2 separate regions of the Mus musculus genome follow, and region 1 is linked to region 2. Evidence: chromatin contacts called from public HiChIP or PLAC-seq data. All regions are on one chromosome and are shown on one strand. The core of a region is the stretch at or near the end of the contact, and the rest is flanking DNA. Distances in the headings are between cores, read along the strand shown. Region 1 overlaps Rexo5 (RNA exonuclease 5). Region 2 overlaps Lyrm1 (LYR motif containing 1).

Region 1 (4,533 bases), core at 645-3,144, 77 kb before region 2:
AGCAAAGATTGTAACGTCGGGGCTCTGAAGAAGGTGTTTAGTAGCTTGGGCCCAGTACACTCAATCACTCTTGTTCTTGAAACTTACAGGGTAAGATGAGAAAATTAAGGGTTTTGACTTAGAAAAATCAGGTGGTTGTGGGGGCTGTGCAGCTAATAGTACAGTGAGCTTGAGAGTGCCCAGCTCTGTGTGACTCATAAATAATCAGGTTTTCTAGAGCTTATGTTTTTGTTTATTTATAATTTTTATTTTGTTTTGCTTAAAGAGAAATCTGCCATGTAGGCCAGAAGAAAATATGTCTACTGAAGCCAGTCGTGGTAGCACATGCCTTTAATCTCAGAACTCCAGGAGGCAAAACAACAAAATCCCTGCTATTTGAATGTAGCCTTTGTGCCTCCTGATTGTGACCTCACTACATTTCTAACCATTTTTTATTTTAGACAGAGGGGCTCATTGCACAGCCTATGTTGGTATAAAATATGCAATCCTCCTGAATAGTTGGAATTATAGGTGTACGCTACCACACACTCTACCCAACTTCAATTTTCTTTCTTTTTTCTTTTTTTTTAAAGAAAAAGTTATTTAGTATATTAAAGGTACTGTAGGCCTGCTTTTCTTATTTTATTTATTTATTTACTTATTTATTTTTTGGTTTTACGAGATAGGGTTTCTCTGTAGCCCTGGCTGTCCTGGAAGTCACTCAGTAGACCGGGCTGGCCTCGAACTCAGAAAGTTTCTCAGAACTCTGCCTCCCGAGTGCTGGGATTAAAGGTGTGTGCCACCACTGCCAGCACTTTTCTTATTCTAATTTCCCAGTCTCTTGGAGTAAATTTTGTATACTGTTTTTTTTTTTTTATTATTTATTTACTTTATATCCTGATCACAGCTTCCCTCTCCCTCTTCTCCCAGTCTCTCCTTCTCCCCCACCCCATGCTCTCTTCCCTTTCTCCTCAGAGAAGAGGTGGCCTCCTATAGATATCAGCTTGTCTTGGTGTATCAAGTTGTACTAGGACTAGGTGTATCTTCCTCTATTGAGGCTAGACAAGGCAGCCCAGTTAGGAGAAAGGGATCCAAAGGCAGGCAACAGAGTCAGAGAAGGCCCTGAGGAACTATGTCTATCCCATACATGTTCTCTGCTTAGTGGTTCAAGCTCAGTGAGTCCTTATGGGCCCAGGTTAGTTGATTCTGTAGGTTTTCCTGTGGTTTCTTGACCTCTCTGGCTCCTTTAATCCTTCCTCCCTCTCTTCCAAAGACTCCCCATGTTCTGCCCAATGCTTAGCTGTGGCTCTCTTCATCTCTTTCCATCAGCTGCTGGGTGAGGCCTCTCAGATGACAGTTACCCTAGATTCCTCTCTGCAAGTACAGCAGACTATCATTAACAGTGTCCGGGATTGGCTCTCTCCCATGGCATGGGTCTCAAGTTGGGCCAGTTATTGGTTGGTCATTCCATTGATCTCTGGCCAGTTATTGGTTGGCTGTTCCATTGATCTCTGCTCCCTGCACATATTATAGGCAGGAAAAATTACAGGTCAAAAGTTTTGTGGATAGGTTTGTGTTGCCATCCCTACTTTGGAAGTCTTGGAGATGACCTGTTCAGGGTCCATATCTCCTATTGCTAAGGAGTCTTAGCTGGGGTTACCCTCAGAGATTGCTGGGAGCTTCCGTTTTCCTAGCTTTCTAGCTTCTCTCAGAGGTGCCAATTCTCTCTCCCTCTTTCTTCTCAATACTTGATCCCTCCTGTTATCCTCCCTACCCCTTCTCGTACCCAGTTTTCTCCGTCAGTTGATCCCCAGTGTCTGTTTTATTTCCCCTTCTCAGTGAGATTCAAGCATCCGCCCTTGGGCCTCACTTGTTATTTAGCTTCTTTGGCTCTGTGGTTTGTAGCATGGTTTAGAAATGAGTACTTACTTTGAGTGAGTACATACTTTATCTTTCTATCTGGGTTACGTCACTCAGGAAGACCTCTTCTAGTTCTATTTCCCTGCAAATTTCATGATTTCATTGTTTTTAATAGCTGAGTAATATTTCATTGTGTAAATGTACCACATTTCTTTATTTTTTCTTTAGTTGAGGGATATCTATTGTTTCCAGTTTCTGGCTATTATGGTTAAAGCTACTATGAACACAGTTGAACAAGTGTCCTTGTGGTATGGTGGAGCATATTTTGAGTATATGCCTAGGAGTAGTGTAGCTGGGTCTTGAGGTAAAACTATTTCCTGTTTTCTAAGAAACCACCAAATTGATTTCCAGAGTGATTGTACAAGTTTGCTCTCCCACAAGCAATGGCTGAGTGTTCCTCTTGGTCTATTTCTTCACCAACATGAACTGTCACTTGAGTATTTGATCTTAGCCATACTGACAAGTGTAAGAATCTCAGAGTCCTTTTGATTTTCACTTCCTTGATATTGAACACTTCTTTAACTGTTTCCTAGCCATTAGAGTCCTCTGTAGAGAACTCTCTGTTTAGCTCTGTACCTCATTTTTTAACTGGATTATTTGGTTTGTTAATGTCTAATTCCTTGAGTTCTTTATATATTTGGATATCACCCTCTGTTAGATGTAGGGTTGGTGAAGATCTATTCCCATTCTGTAAGCTGCTCTTTGTCTTATGTCAGTGTCCTTTGCCTTGCAGAAGCTTTTCAGTTTCATGAGATCCCATTTTGGTGTTCTGTTCAGAAAAAATTTCCCCTATGCTCTTGCGCGCGCTCGACTGGCCAGGAAGAACGACGCTGCAACAGGATCCTTCTGCACACGTTTATTGGGAGAGCTTGATTGTAGAGGCGAAAAGACCTCGAGCCCAGAACTGGTGCTGCTTTTATAGGCCTAGGACAGGCGTTCTCTCTCATCTGATTGGTTAACTTGTCTCTCATCTGATTGGTTAACTTGTCTCTCATCTGATTGGTTAACTTGTCTCTCATCTGATTGGTTAACTTTTGTCAATTCTCAAAACCTCACCTTGGCAAAAGAACCTTTACTGGCTATGTATGTGTGGTGGCCAGCTGTAGCCAACTGCCACTCTGCAACTGCCACTCTGTAACTGCCACTCTGTAACTGCCACTCTAACTGCCACTCTGTAACGGCTTCCCACACTATGCCAATCCATTTCAGGCTCTTTTCCACTTTCTCTCCTATTAGATTTAGTATATCCGTTTTATCTTGAAGTCTTTGATCCACTTGGACTTTAATTTTGTGCAGAATGATAGATTTGGATCTATTTGCATTTTTCTACTTGCAGACCACCAGCTAGACGAGCAACATTTGTTGAAGATGCTTTCTTTTTTTTCCTGTTGTTTTGGCTTCTTTGTCAAAAATCAAGTGTCCATAGGTGTATGGGTTTATTTCTGGATCTTCGACTTGATTCCATTTATCAGCCTGTCTGGTTTTAATGCAGTTTTTATTACTACTAGTCTGTAGTACAATGTGAGATTAGGAATAGTGATACCTCCAGGAGTTCTTTTATTACATAGGATTGTGTTAGCTATCCTGGGGGGGGGGGTTGGTTTTTGTTTTTCCATATGAAGTTGAGTATTGTTCTTTCAAGGTCTGTACAGAATTATATTGGAATTTTGATGGGAATTGTGTTGCATCTGTAGATTGCTTTTGGAAGGATGGCCATTTTACTGTTAATCCTACCCACCTATGAGCATAAGAGATTTTTCTATGTTCTGATATCTTCTTCAGTTTCTTCAGAGACTTGAAGTTCTTGTCATACAGGTCTTTCACTTGCTTGCTTAGAGTTACACCAAGATATATTATTTGTTGCTATTATGAAGTATGGTGTTTTCCTAGTTTCATTTGCAGCCTGTTTATCTTTTGTATAAAGGAAGGCTACTAATTTTTTTTTAGTTAACTTTGTATCCAGACACTTTGCTGAAGGTGTGTATCAACTGTAGGGGTTCTCTGGTAGACTTTTTGGGATCACTTATGTATACTATCATATCATCTGTGAAAAGCAATACTTTGAGTACTTTCTTTCCAATTTGTATACACTCATTACTCTAGCTACAACTTCAAGTTCTATTGAATAGATACAGAGAGTGGGCAACCTTGTCTTGTTCCTTATTTTAGTAGAATTGCTTTAAGTTTCTCTCCACTAAATTTGATGTTGACTGTCAGGTTGTTTTATATTGCATTTATGATGTTTAGGTATAAACCCTGCATCCCTGATCTCTCCAAGACTTATTTTATCATGGAGGGGTACTAGATTTTGTCAAAGGCTTTCTCAACATCTAATGAACTGGTCATGTGGGGTTTTTCCCTGATGATTCATATGGTGGATTTCATTGATAGATTTTCATATGTTGAACCACCCTTGCATCCCTGGGATGAAGACTACTTGCTCATGGTGGATAATGTTTTTGATGTGTTCTTGGATTCTGTTTGCAAGTATTTTATTGACTATTTTTGCATCAATGTTCATAAGGGAAATTGGTCTGAAATTCTCTTTGTTGAGTCTTTATGTGACGGTGGCTTCATAGAATTAGTTTGGCAGTGTTTCTTCTGTTTCTATTTTGTGCTTTAGTTTGAGGAGTC
Region 2 (5,172 bases), core at 2,227-4,726:
AAAATAAAATAAAATAAAATAAAATAAAATAAAATAAAATAAAATAAAAAATCAAGAGGGTGGGCTGGGTGGAGATGGCAAGTGCCTTTAATCCCAGCACTCAGGAGGCAGAGGCAGGCAGATCTCTGTGAGTTCAAGGCCTGCCTGGTCTATATAACTAGTTCCAGGATAGCCAAGGCTACAACAAGAGAAACCCTGACTTAAAAAAATTGAAGAAACAAAACAAAATGAGAAGATGGGAGGAGAAAGAGCAAAAGAGTTATCTCACTGATGTTTCTACTCTGCCCACAGATCTGTTGAACAGGAGCAATCATTTCTAGACTAATTGAAAATCTTGATTCAAAAACTGTACATCTGCCTATCTGTCTACTGTCAAACTGCATTTTTAGTAAATTTTCTTCCTCTTACTCTGGTGGGTCTAAAGATGACAGCAGCAACCCGACAAGAAGTCCTCTGCCTCTACCGAAGCATTTTCAGGCTTGCACGGAAATGGCAGGCAGCATCAGGGCAGATGGAAGACACCATCGAAGAAAAACAGTACATACTAAAGGAAGCCAGAACACTGTTCCAGAAAAACAAAAATGTAAGTAGGCCCCATCTGGACATGGCAAGGAACAGAGAATCTTCATGTGGTGTTTATTCATTTCTTTCTTACCTTAACTGAAGAAGACCCATCCAACTCCCAGAACCAGGAAGGTCCCAGAATGCAGCTTGGCTAGGCTTGCCAGTTTAGCCAGTACTAGAAAGTCAAGCCCAGCTGGAGTTTCCCTCTTTTGGATCAACCAGGTCTCAGTCCAGCCAGTAAATGGCTCAGCATCCTCAGACCCTGGGAGCCAGGTGACAGAAGTCATGCCAGTGAGAGCGTTCCTCACATCCTGATGACCAGCCACTCCCAGGGGTAGTATGAAGTAAAATGCTTTTTCTCTATTCATAAAGCATTCAAAGCCTTCTGGTTATAAACTCACTTTATAATATAGAAAAGACTCGGGACTCCTCCCATAACTGAGTTATAAGCTCTTTGGCCAGCAGAGTGGTACTGCAAAAACCAAGGCTCTACTAGCTAGTTTAGCAAGAAGCACGCACCTGCACACCAGGCAGCTTCCCTTGATCCTGACAAAGCACCCAGCACTGGCTGGCTTTCCCTTGGGGAAACTGCTTGGCACTAGGATGAAAGGTGACTGTTGGTACCCGGCTCATCTTTGCCCACTTCTGCTTGATCTCTTCCAATTTAGCTTCACTGCTTCTCCCTACTGTATGTAGTGTCTTTCTGGCAGTTTCTCTACAGCGCCTACCACCACTTGCATGCAGGCTAAAGGGCAGCCTCTGTTGTGGCCACTTTGAATATCTGCTCTTGGTTACTTTCTTTTTGTTTTTCTTTTGCTTTGCTTTGCTTTGCTTTGCTTTGCTTTGCTTTGCTTTGCTTTGCTTTGCTTTGCTTTGCTTTGGTTTTGGGCTTTTTTTGTTTTTTTGTTTTTTTTTTGAACAGGGTCTATTTAGTCCTGGCTATCCTAGAACTTATGTAGACTAGGCTGGCCTCCAACTCACATAGGTTCCCCTGGCTCTGCCTTCTGAGTGCCTGGATTAAAGTCATATGTCACCACCCTTGGCCCAGCCTTTGTTTCTGACCACCCACCTGCTGGAACTCACCTCAGCCTAGTCATCTGTTTTTAATCCTGATCCCCTAGCTGCTCCCTTCCCCTCTTGTTTCTTCTGTAGCTCCTGTCACCTGCTGCTAGGTAAAACTCTTTGTTCTTAGTCCTTATTAAAGTATCCCACCATGTGCTAAACACTAGACCAGACAATTTGGATATATAAAAAAATAAATTAAAAATTAAAAATTAAATAAACAATAAAAATATAGTCTCTCAGAGATATTTTAGTTAAGTAAAAAAGTAGAGGAATTAAAATTAAGACAAACTCTCATAATCTTCTGGGAACCCCAAAGCCTCCATACTTTATTGTGTTTGGTTTTGTTTTTTTTTAATGTTTTTTTTTTGGGAGGGGGTTGAGACAAGGTTTCTCTGTGTAGCCCTGGCTGTCCTGGAGCTCACTCTATAGACCAGGGTGGCCTCGAACTCAGAAATCCACCTGCCTCTGCCTCCCAAGTGCTGGGATTAAATGTGTGTGCCACCACTGCCCGGCTGTATTATTATTATTAATATTTGTTTTAAATACAGTGACTGTATATAGCCATGGCTGTTCTGTGACTCAAGAGAGCCACTAGCCTGTTTTAAGTGATGGGATTAAAGGTGTATATGTGCCACCACACCCAACCTTTACATTTTTTCATACATGTACACAATATATTTTTACAATATTTAGCCCTAAACTTTTCCCAGATTCACCATATCTACCTCAACTTCGTGCCCTCTTTTTTTACTTTTTTAAGTAAAGCACCAAGTCCAGTTTGTGCTGCCCATGTACTCGTGGGTGTGGAACTGTCCCCCTGAGTGTGTTTGACCTTCCAGGGGCCATACCCTTAAAGAGAACTGACTCACTTTCCTCCAGCAGCCAGTAGCTGTCAAAAGCTCCTCAGATAGGGATGGGGCTCATGACTGCCTCTCCTGCCTGTGCTGGAATGTGGCCTGCTTGGTCTGGTATGGGTCTTATGCAGGCAAACACAGCTGCAGTGAATTCACAAATACAACAGGTCTGTCACATCCAGAAGACACTATTTTAAACCGTGTCACTCATCTGGCTTCTTCTATGCCTTTTTGGTGTTCAAGAGGTGTTCTGTTCAGATGGTATCTTTGGTAGCTGAAAGCGGTGATATGACTCCATGAGTCAGGGCCATGAGTATGGCCTGGCTGTGGCATATACCCAGTAAACCTGAGCAGACAAAATTGTCTGAGAACTAGTCAAGATTAGGTTTTCATTTATTTTAGAATAATTTTTAAGCTTTGACCTAGCCAAGGATGAGACAAGGGTGGTGTGTCCATGTCAAAAAATCATGCAGCATCCTGTGAATAGCTGAATTTGGAGAACTGTAGCCCAAGGTTATATAGATGATAGAGTGCTGAAGTTTAAGAAGCCCCAACCCTCTTAGCAATATCATTGTCAGGAGGCTTTTTCTTTCCCCAAGGTTCCTGATGTAGACAGAAACAGTTTACTATAACCCAGTTGCACTAAGACTTTAAGAATAATAATCCAGAGGTATCGTATTCATTGCTCTGAATCCCAAGCAGGCCAGTGGCAACATGAGAACCATTCCCAATGTCGATAGCAGCACTTAGCTTCTGAGGCTGTAGGGGTCAGGGAGTTGAGCCTCTGCCCTAAGGGACTCAGCTCAGTTCTCTGTGCTGCTGTTCCTGGAACTCCAAGAAGCACCAAGGGACAAGAACTCCCTTGGAATTATCAAGCCACATGGGCCAAGACTTCAATTTGGTTGTCATCTGAAGCTGATGCAATCCTCGAACTACTTTGAAGCACTCACAAATGGATAGAAGATCCATGTACTGTTCGTTGTTGGTTGATTGGTTGGTTGGGTTTTGTGGTTTTTTTACATCCTCAGAATGAAAGTTTCTCTCCTTGATTTGGCCTTGTGTGTGTGTGTGTTTCCCCCAAAGTGAACATTTCATTCTTTTACTCAAAAATACATTATCACAATTTGAGTGATTTGGGATTTCAAAACTCCTTTTTGCCCCATACTAATGAACATGGCAATTTATAGTTTAAAATATGAGGTAAACCGTTCTCCAGTCTTTTTGCTGAAAAACCAGATTTCTGTGGAGCAATGGGTCTCAGCCTGTGGGTCATGACCACTTTGGGGGATCAAATGACCTTTTCATGGGCATCACTTAAGACCATGGGAAAACACAGATATTTATGTTGTAAAATTAGTTATGAAGTAGCAACCAAAATGATTTTACAGTGGGGATGTCACTATAGCATGAGGAACTGTATTAACTGCTGCAGCATTGGAAAGCTTGAGAGCCAATACTTAAGAGAGTCGGTGTGGAGAGCGTGTGGAATAGCTCTCTCACTTGGTGTTGGAGGGGATGCTAGTTTGCAGACTGTTGATGGAGACATGAATTGGTGTAACTCCAGAAGGTAACTTGGGAATACTGTAAAAAAAAAAAAAGTATGAACCTGTATAACCCCTTTGTCTTAACCTTCTCTGCTGTAAGAATTCATCTCTTAGATACATTAGCATGTGAGAAAAAAATTGCATAAAGATCTGTAGCAGCAGAATTGTTTATAATGGGAAAGGGCTGAAAATAACCAAAATGCTCATAAATAATACAGTGGTTAAATTATAATAAAGCCTGATGTTGATTTTTTTGTAAATTTTCAGGAAGAGTAGTTCCTGATGTCTGAATACCAAAAGAGCTTGAAATTATGTTAACGAAAAAGCAAGACTTATAAAGCTATCTCTATAAGAAGAGACCAGGGCCAGTGAGATGGCTCACTGGATAAAGGTGTTCAGTGCACAAGCTGGATGAGCTGAGCTCAATCCCTGGAGCTCAAAGACAGACAAAAGGAGAGAAGCAACTCCACACCAACGCGGTGCGCGCACCACAGTGTGTGTACAATGGATGTGCACACTCCCTGCGCTATACACACAAGATAATCAATGAGAAATATTTTTAAAAGGCCAATTCTCTGTATTTAGGTTTATATATTCATAGACTAACCTTGGAAGGATTCATAAGAAGGCTAACTGGAAAACAAGATAGGAAAGGCCTTTTCCAATATCGAGTTTCCTTGGTAGTGAACTAAAGAGTTTAAGAAACTCTATATTTTATATATCATTAGAAAGATACTAAATGTCTCGCTTATTTCCCCTTAACCAGCTCACAGACCCAGAGCTGATTAAACAATGCATAGTTGAATGCACGGCCCGGATTGAGATTGGACTGCATTACCAGATCCCTTATCCACGCCCTGTGAGTATGAGCGCCGCCCCTGGGCAGTGCAGGTCTTTCTAAGGGTGTGTACCACGAGGGCTAACATTCACAGAGGAGCAAGAGCCATGGGAGGAAGCGTGCTGGAAGTACGTTATCCTGGCATGCCACTACCCGTCACAGTAAACCACTGTCTACACGGATATAATGCCTGGTCTCTTCTGGTGCAGCTTCCCGCAAGCTGGAAGGGGAAAGCAGCTCCTAGATATAAAGCTACTCTTTGGGCCTTCACCCATAGTTTTATAGAGATGCATTTATTTTCTTTAGT

The links. HiChIP or PLAC-seq counts read pairs in DNA pulled down with a chosen protein or histone mark.
Region 1: a BATF HiChIP or PLAC-seq map of CD8 T cells shows a contact between it and region 2, with 14 read pairs. The contact joins two enhancer-like sites. A contact is called at or near these places in 1 of 15 datasets of contacts at CTCF or cohesin (CD8 T cells), 1 of 484 Hi-C or Micro-C datasets (Th2 cells), 2 of 115 datasets of contacts at active chromatin or transcription factors (CD8 T cells and embryonic stem cells) and 3 of 9 other capture datasets (adipose tissue, liver and pancreatic islet).

What each region holds. Positions count from the first base shown.
Region 1 is chr7:119,834,312-119,838,844 of GRCm38.p6, forward strand. Rexo5 (RNA exonuclease 5) reads left to right here. Exons shown (of 20, transcript NM_001370778.1): 15 at 1-90. Among named protein-coding and RNA genes, the nearest start is that of Rexo5, 42 kb to the left of the region's middle. Within about 2 kb of position 1,895, at least 52 of the 459 cell types and tissues checked have an H3K27ac peak or open chromatin away from gene starts, as enhancers often do. A contact at or near this core is called in CD8 T cells and Th2 cells, where this site is marked.
Region 2 is chr7:119,909,380-119,914,551 of GRCm38.p6, forward strand. It overlaps Lyrm1 (LYR motif containing 1), which reads left to right. Exons shown (of 4, transcript NM_001285959.1): 2 at 425-583; 3 at 4,794-4,886. The coding sequence starts at 425. Among named protein-coding and RNA genes, the nearest start is that of Lyrm1, 16 kb to the left of the region's middle. Within about 2 kb of position 3,477, at least 10 of the 459 cell types and tissues checked have an H3K27ac peak or open chromatin away from gene starts, as enhancers often do. A contact at or near this core is called in CD8 T cells and Th2 cells, where this site is marked.